Regions from separate parts of the Macaca mulatta genome. Here region 1 is linked to region 2. A link is a contact called in public Hi-C data. All regions are on one chromosome and are shown on one strand. The core of a region is the stretch at or near the end of the contact, and the rest is flanking DNA. Distances in the headings are between cores, read along the strand shown.

Region 1 (4,507 bases), core at 1,375-3,874, 50 kb before region 2:
GACCTGTGGGAAGTGATTAAGTCTGTCTGCCTCAGCTTCCTATCTGGGCAATGGAGGTAATGATAATACCTATTTACCACACAGGTTTTCGTAAAGATTAAATCAGTTAATATATGTAAGGCACTTAAAAACAATGGTTGGTATATATTAGGTAGTCAATACATGTCAGCAATTATTATTATTACTATTATTATTATTTTGAGATAAAGTCTCACTCTGTTGCCAAGCTGGAGTGCAGTGGCGGGATCTTGGCTCACTGCAACCTCCGCCTCCCGGGTTCAAGCGATTCTCGTGCCTCAGCCTCCGAAGTAGCTGGGATTACAGGCGCCCGCCACCACACCCGGCTAGTTTTTGTATTTTAGTAGAGAGGGGATTTCAGCATGTTGGCCAGGGTGGTCTCAAACTCCTGACCTCAGGTGATCCACCCGCCTCGGCCTCCCAAAGTGCTGGGATTACAGGCATAAGCCACCGCACCCTGCCAGCAATTATTTTTTAATATGGGGGAGTCAACCTGAATCTCTAGCCCACGACTCCACAGAGAAGGTGAGTGGGCCATGGGGAGGGGAGTGTCGAGGAGCAGGCTCACCTGATTTTTGTGTCGTGCCACACAGTGCTGCAGGTAGCAGCGGCGGCCCAGGCCCTGCAGACCCTGGCGGCGGCAGCACGGTCTCTCAGGGGCAGGTGGCGGAAGATGAGCGCCAACACCTCCTCTGGCAGTCCCTCTCCAGTCTCGGCCATGGCCTGGATCCGGCTGGGGTGGGAGGATCCGCCACTCCCAATAGCTCCGGCCTGGAGAGAAAGGGACGTCTCTGGGCTTAGGAAGGCGCAAAGTGTTGCCGGAAGACCCATCTTAGGTGTACAAATGCTTGTGGCCTGAGTAACTTGAGGGCCTCTCAGACAGCGTGGGGCATCAGATAACTGCTTTGTGAACACTTGTTCACAAAGCAGATTTCACAGCCTCACCTACTAAATCAGGCTCTCCGGAAAGGGTAAGGCCCAGGAATCTGCATTTCAACAAGTCCCTGGTGACTCCACAGGTTCCACGTTGAGAACTCACCCCCCAACCTTTATTTATTTATTTATTTATTTATTTATTTTTTTGAGACAGGGTCTCCCACTTTACCCAGGCTGGAGTGCAGTGGTGGCGCAATCACAACTCACTGCACCCTCTGTATCCCGGGCTCAAGCAATTCTCCCACCTCAGCCTCCCGAGTGGCTGGGACTACAGGGGCACGCCACCACGCCTGGCTAATTTTTGTAATTTTGTTTCAGATACGAGGTCTCGCTTTGTTGCCCAGACTGACCTCGAACTCCTGGGCTCGAGCGATCGGCCCGCCTCGGCCTCCCAAAGTGATGGGATTACGGGGATGAGCCACGGCGCCCGGCCTGAGAAACCCCTTCTTAACCCGGCCGGTTAGTAGAAAGTGACTACAGGGTTAATAAGGCGGGAGCATTAATGTAGACTTTTCCTTGTCAGGGACCATGAGCCAATCAGGAAGCGAGGTGTGGGCGGGGCAAAGCTGGATCCGCCCCGGGAGGGGAGGCTCTTTCCCCGCCTCCTTCCCCGCCTCCGCCTCGCGGGGGAGATGTCCCGGGTGCTTCCTAAGACAGCCCCACAAGATGAAAAAGAACTTGGGGCTCTGGGACCTGACGGTTCTGGTGCCTGAGGGGCTCAAGTTTCAAGTGCCGACCCCTGAGCAGTCCTGGCTCCCGCTGGGCACTTTGGGTTTGGCTGGAACTCCGCAGACCCACCCTGGAGAGCAGCCTTTAGAGGGGGATGGGTTATTGGAAAAGTGTGCGTCCTCTTTGAAGTTGCCAATCTTGTTTGTTTTTTCTTTTTGTTTTGTTTTGTTCTGAGACGGAATCTAGCTGTGTCGCCCAGGCTGGAGTGCAGTGGCGAGATCTCGGCTCACTGCAACCTCCACCTCGCGGGTTCAAGAGATTCTCCTGCCGCGGCCTCGCGAGTAGCTGGGACTACAGGCGCGCGCCACCACGTCCGGCTAATTTTTGTATTTTTAGTAGAGATGGGGTTTCACCATATTGGCCAGGCTGGTCCTGAACTCCTGATCTCAGGTGATCCACCTGCCTCGGCCTCTCAAAGTGCTGGGATTACAGGCGTGAGCCACTGCGCCGGGCCGCCAATCTTGTTTTAAGGTTCCTGAAGGTTTGCGTACACAAGGCTTCACACTACTCGCCAGTTAATGTTCCCATATCTTCCGGGCTAACAGTTTCTCCCGGAATTTGTGCCACGTGTTTCCTGGGGCTTCAGATACGCTCGGCTGGGCTTGTACCTGGGACACATGGGCACCCCGTTTTGAGTGCCCACTGGCAGCAGCGATCTTGAAGCCGGATCCCCAGGGGCACCAGAAAATTCTGGTCTCCAGGGGGCGCTCCCTTGATCTACCGAAATCTGGCAGCTCTCGCTCTTACGAGCCCCCGGCCTCGTAAAAATCGCAAACCCCCAAAGTCCCGGTCTTCCTGCCGTCTAACCTTGGGCGCTGGTGTCTTACCTGCTCAGCGAACCAGATGGGCTTTGCCCGGGACAGGGGACTGGCAGCAGAGGGCAGCGGGCGGGAAGCAGCCACCGGGAGCCCGCGGAGCAGGACGCGCGGGCGGACTAGGAGGCTCGGGCTAGGGCACCGCCCCAGCGCCTCCGCGCACACCCGGAAGCGGCGCGAGTAGAGCGGAGCCTGGCGGGCGTGGGAACCCAGGCCCAGCCGAGGCGGCCAGGTTAGTGCAGTTGGTGGGTGGGTGTGTGGGTGGGCTCCCCAGTGCGGGCGGGAGCGGAGGTGGATCTTGGCTCCGAAGCGTGGGCGCGGCGCAGATGTCACCAGCGGCTGCTCCAGCCAGCTGGTGGCGGCGGCCTATTGGGCTGTTCCCGTGGGAGGCGGGGGGCGGTACTGAATTTGGCCCCCGCAGGCTCTTCGTCCCTGCCAGCGCTTTCGAGGAGCAGTAGGGCCCCGCAGGAGAGAGGGTGGGGGAGGAGGGGTGGTTCTGAACACCTCCTTGAGCGGAGACCCCCCTGTCCACCCCAGCCGATCGCACGTGCGAAACCCCAGCTTGAGGGTGGGCTAGTGGGAGCCTGGGAAGCTCCCCTCCAGCGCTCGGGAGCTGCGTAGCTGAGTAGGGGGTGTGCCCGGCGGGTCGCAAGGAGTCGCAGGCTTTCATTTCTGGGCCACGCCCACAGGCTGTCCCTGTCCACCCAGCCAGAGGTGGGGCTGCCCCCGGGACTGTTAAGTGTTCAAGGGGCACCGTGCGTGGCTCGCCCCTGGAAATGGCGGCAGACGTTGTTAGGTCGGTACCCAAGTGCCCCACAGTCTCCGGCCACCAAACGTTCTCAGGACCCAGCCTGGAAGCCTCAGCCCCTCCCAAAAAGGGACGACTACGGGTGGGTGGGGCGCGGGGCTTCCCAAGGAGGGGCTTCTGTGAAAGAACACGTTAGAAGAGCTGCCAATCGGCGGATGCGAAACTAGGGCCCTGGCCTCTTTACCCTGTTAACTCGACCTCCAGCCTGGCTTACCTCCCCCATGGGTCTGGTACTAGTGAGTGTGAGGAAGCATCCCCAGTCTCCAGGTTCCCAGTACTCCCTGCCTCCCCACCCTCCCCTGCAGACCTGATGGGCAGACATTGGTCCCGTTTGGTCCCCACTTCCACCCCTTGGGGTGGGGCCACAACCATCGGGTCAGCACTCCCAAGTCAAGGGGCTAGGAAGACGTGAAAGAGGGAACGTTTCCAGGGGAGGTTCTCACTCTCTCCTACTCCCCAGGCCACTTTCCTAGGACTCCCCCTTATCTCACCTCCGTGGCTGGCTCCCTATCATGGACCCACTTGTCACCTGCAGAGTTTCCCACTTTTTCTTGTTTTGCTTTTAAAGAAAACAAATTTATTTTGCTCTTTTAATACAAAGAAAATGTCTCTACTTCACATAAAGCAGAAAATATTGCTAAATACAAAGAAAATAAAAATCACCCACAATCCTTCCCCACCCCCACCTCCCTCCCTCCATCCTGCCCAGAGATAAACAAAATGCAAATTTCCTGTTACTATCCAGACTGTGGTTTGGTGTAAGTACACAGTATTAATGTTTTCTATGAAAAGATTAGGAGGCCAGGTGTGGTGCCTCACACCTGTGATCCCAGCACTTTGGGAGGCTGAGGTGGGCAGATCGCTTGAGCCCAGGAGTTTGAGACCAGCCTGGGCAACATGGTGAAACTCCATCTCTACTAAAAATACAAAAACTAGCCAGGCTTGGTGGCGCATGCCTAAAGTCCTAGCTACTTGAAAGGCTGAGGTGAGAGGATTGCTTGAGCCGGGAAGGTCAAGGCTGCAGTGAGCCGTGATAGTGCCACTGCACTCCAGCCTGGGTGACAGAGCAAGACCCTGTCTCAAAAACAAGAAAATTTAGAAAACAAAGGTCGAGAGTAGTGGCTTACTCCTGTAATTCCAGCACGTTGCGAGGCCAGGACAGGATAGCTTCCTGTTCCTCATGTAAACAGATGGCAGCTGG
Region 2 (4,245 bases), core at 1,312-3,811:
GTATGATCATGACCCATGGCAGCCTTGACCTCCCAGCCTCAAGTGATCCTTCCATCTCAGCCTCCCGAGTAGTTGAGACTACAGGCCTGACTAACCTAATTTTTTTTTTGTAGAAACGAGGTCTCACCATGTTGCCTAGGCTGGTCTTGAACTCCTGGCTTCAAGCCATCCTCCTGTCTCAGCTTCCCAAAGTGTTGGGATTACAGCCATGAGTTACTGCACCCAGTCCCTAGCCACTACTTTTGACCAAGGGACTCTGAATGCTTGTACCACCAAGAGATCCACAACCTAGTCACACTATCAAGCACAGTTTGAAGCTATGGCTGTGGTTTTTACCCAGCCCTGGGAGGATCTTGCTTGGGTAGAAGCTGTCAAGGAGAGGGAAGGAAAGGAGTTAACAAAAAGCCAAACAGCATTAGCATGGTATCACTAGCCTCCCAACTAAGCTGTTAGTGCTTCACAAAAGAATGAAGCATTTCGTACCAGCTAATATTTTGGAAAGAACTCTGCAGGAGTGGTGTAAGTTATGAAAGAATTTGACCAAGACCCCTAAATTAAACCGGCTTTTATGGTTGGGCACGGTGGCTGACACCTGTAATCCTAGCACTTTGGGAGGCCAAGGCAGATCACTTGAGGTCAGGAGTTCAAGACCAGCCTAGCCAACATGGTGAAACCTGGTCTCCACTAAAAATACAAAAATTAGCCAGGCATGGTGGCAGATACCTGTAATCCCAGCTACTAGTCAGGAGGCTGAGGCAGGAGAATTGCTTGAACCTGGGAGGCAGAGGTTGCATTGAGCTGATATTGTGCCACTGCACTCCAACCTGGGCAACAGAGTGAGACTGTCTTAAAACAGAACACCAACAACAAAAACTGGCTCTTACAACACACAGGATGTATGTAGCCACTAAGTATCAGCAGGGCCCTACCAGCAATCTGTACCACCTGGTTTCTCCAATACACTGTCTCCACAGAATTGAGTCTTCCAGAGTCAAGGATAATATATAATCCAATGAAGCAGCTGATTTAGTCCAGTAGCTCACATTAGAGTGATTAAAGTTCAGGCCTGCATAAACAAACAGCACCAACACCTACCCCCACCCCCTTTTCTTAGTGCTGGAACATCAAAGTAAACACACAGGGGTTACTGAATACAAACATCCTTGTACACATAAAAGCAGTGATGTTGGGAATGGAGAGGGTGAAGGGAGAAAGCTGGGCCAGCAAACCCCAAACGACCAAACTGCATCTTTTAGAAACTAAATGTTACGTCCCCCTAACTCCTATTTCATCCAACCTTCACCTGTCACAACTGAGGTCTGGGTTTAGGCTTACAGCATCCGATACAGACTACATTTCAAAAGAGAGGGAAGCGGGGCCGGGTGCAGTGGTACACGCCTGTAATCCCAGCATTTTGGGAGGCCGAGGTGGCCGGATCACGAGGTCAGGAATTCGAAACCAGCCAGCCTGGTCAACATGGTGAAACCTCGTCTCTACTAAAAATACAAAAATTAGCCGGGTGTGGCGGCGCGTGCCTGTAATCCTAGCTACTGGGGAGGCTGAGGCAGGAGAATCGCTTGAACCCACGAGGCGTTAAGTTGCAGTGAGGCAACATCGCGCCACTGCACTCCAGCCTGGGCGACAGAGTCAGATTTCGTCTCAAAAAAAAAAAAAAAAAAAAAAAAAGAGAGGGAAGCAAGTCAGCTGTTCCTTTAACACACACAAACTCAACTCCCTTGACCAGAGCCCCAACATGGGTTCCAAACCTAGGTTTCCCATCCAAAAAAGGGGAAGGAAGCCACAGCCCAGAAAAGCAGTGAGAGACAGACCACAGGCCACAGTGGTGATCAGAGGGATCAGCCACTTCTCAGCCATTATTTAGTCTGTAAAATGGAAATGGGAATAACAATAGTACCTATCCTTAGGCGCCGGCGAAGGGTACTAGAGAGAATTACGTTCAAAAAGAGCAGGGCCGGGCATTAGGCATTTGGGGAGAGCCAGCTATTATTGTCTTTACTACTACTGTCCCACCGTCCCAGAAGAGACCCTGCTGAGACCCGAGATGAGCAACTGACAGGCAAATCGGGCCACTTGGAGCTGGTGTCTAGTGCCTGGAGCTCGGACAGCTGAGAGGACGAAAGAGGTGAGGAGCTGCGGGCGCAGGGGCGTGAGAGACTGAGAACAGAGGTGGGAAGAGCCCAGAAGAAAACAAGGATCAGCGAATGGGGTCCTGACAGAGGACCCCAAACTCACCCAGCGTGAATTCCCATTGCTCGTTCCCCAGAGAGCGTTCGGGCACCACCTCCAAGTCCAGCATTGGTTCGGCTCGCCTGGCCCGGGCGGCCTCCGTGCAGCAGCGCAGACTGGACCCAAGCTGAGGAGACAAAGCAGCGGCTGACAGGCCGCCCCCGCTGGCCCGCCGCAGCCCCACTTTCCACCTCCTCCCCCGCGGCAGGGGCGGCGGCACCGGCCCAACACCACACCTCACCTCACTTCACTTCACCTGCAGCACAAGCTACGGTGGGGGCTACGGCGGCGGCGGGAGCGACTGCAGTAAAAGTGGCGTGCCGGGCCGTAAAGCGCGGGGAGGGCCGGCGGAGGCGGGAGTGCCAGCGCGGGGGAGGAGCCTGAGGCGGAGCCGCGCACGCGCAAACTCCGGGTTCCACCGCGGTTGCTGAGGCTGAGCCGGGCAGGGCTGTAACGTCGGCAACCATCGGGGCTCTAGGAGCGAGGAGTCCGGTACTTCGTGAGCCCCTATATCCGTGCACCACAGCACACACACGTCACATATCTACACAAAGAACGGTTCACCACACAACACACACGTCACACAGCTGCACAACACCCGTCTGCAGTCCACACACACATCCGACTCACATTGACTGGTCGCAGAAGGCAAGTACAGAGGGCACGCTGAGGCCCAGCTGGAGGGAGGACGCGGAGTCCCTAAGCCTTACGGCCCCCACCGTCTCCGCTGGGGCTGGAGGTGACGCTGGCCGCAGCAGCTTTTAGTTGTTCAGGAATGACGTCCCCACCCGGTCGCCCCTGGGGCAGGAGTCGAACCGAGTGAGGACTGTGGGCGTTAAGGGTTGGAATTGGTTAGGGGAGAGGACTCGGTAGAAGGGGAAGGGGCCGGGCCAGGCCTCCCTGCTGACCACATCCAAATGTGCGCAGTCCCCCGGGACCAGGATCCGAAGCCGCCCGCAGCAGCGTGGACCAAAGCTGTGGGGTCTTGACCAACCCCTATGGCACTTTCTGTGCCACAGTTTTCCTAATCTGCAAGGGAAAGGAAGGTTCCTCTAGCACGTTCAGCCTGAGGTTTTGGCCCGTGCCCCAGGACACCCTGAAACTAAAGGACAACCGAGGCCTCTGCTGATGCCAAGCCTTCACGGAGGCAGTTTCTGGGTTCTCACAACCAACCTGAGACGCGAGATTATACCGACTTTATGCAGGCGAATACATGAGGCCCAGAGAGGGTTAAAGACCCAAGGCTCCTTGGTTCTAGGCGGCAGAACCCAAGTCCTTTCCATTACATTGCCCCGGAAGGTTTTCAGCAGGGGAGAGTGGCATACTAAATTCTCAAACTGGCTTGATACTAGTTTATCTTGGGAGGCTCTATCAAAATTTGAAATCGCTGTTTGATAAACTACATAGAGAAGGTTGTCCACTGCAGCACTGTATGCCAAAACAACAGAACTGGGTCACTGAGATGTCCAGTAGGAAAGTGGATAAATAAACCCTGAGATATATAATTAGACATGTTTTTAAAGGTGAATGCTGAGAACAGTGCTCACAGCTGTAATCCCAGCACTTTGGGAGAATGAGGTGGGAGGATCGGTTGAGCCCAGGAGTTGAGACCACCTGGGTAACATAGCAAGACCCAGTCTGTATTAAAAAAAAAAAAAAATTAGCTGGTGTGGTGGCAGTAGGTTGGGCCTGTAGTCCTAGCTACTCAGGAGGCTGAGAGGTGGGAGCATAGCTTGAGGATAGCTGCAGTGAGCTGTGATTATTGAGCCCTGGGGCTTCAGCCTGGATGACAGAGCGAGATCCTGTCTCTAAATAAATAAATAAATAATAAAAAGTGAAGTAGGTCTCTATGTTGATGTGGAAGGAATTCCAAGAGAAAAAAGTCAGATGCGGAAGTATGCATACTATGACCCCCCCCGCCGCTTTTTTTCTGTAAAAACAAAAATAAACATTTGCTGTACCAAAAAGGAAGAACATTTCTGGAAAAATAAAACATTG

What was found. Hi-C and Micro-C count contacts between places; a contact is called where the count stands out from the background.
Region 1: a contact with region 2 is called in a Hi-C map of liver, with 1.9 times the contacts expected there. The contact joins the promoter of FBXL8 here to the promoter of PHAF1 in region 2. A contact is called at or near these places in 3 of 14 Hi-C or Micro-C datasets (CD4 T cells, cortical neurons and liver).

Annotation. Positions count from the first base shown.
Region 1 is chr20:62,701,194-62,705,700 of T2T-MMU8v2.0, reverse strand. FBXL8 (F-box and leucine rich repeat protein 8) reads right to left here and starts at 2,624. Exons shown (of 3, transcript XM_077984224.1): 1 at 2,511-2,624; 2 at 587-789. It overlaps TRADD (TNFRSF1A associated via death domain), which reads left to right. Exons shown (of 5, transcript XM_028841127.2): 1 at 1-56.
Region 2 is chr20:62,651,337-62,655,581 of T2T-MMU8v2.0, reverse strand. PHAF1 (phagosome assembly factor 1) reads right to left here and starts at 2,561. Exons shown (of 17, transcript XM_077984223.1): 1 at 2,489-2,561; 2 at 2,254-2,374.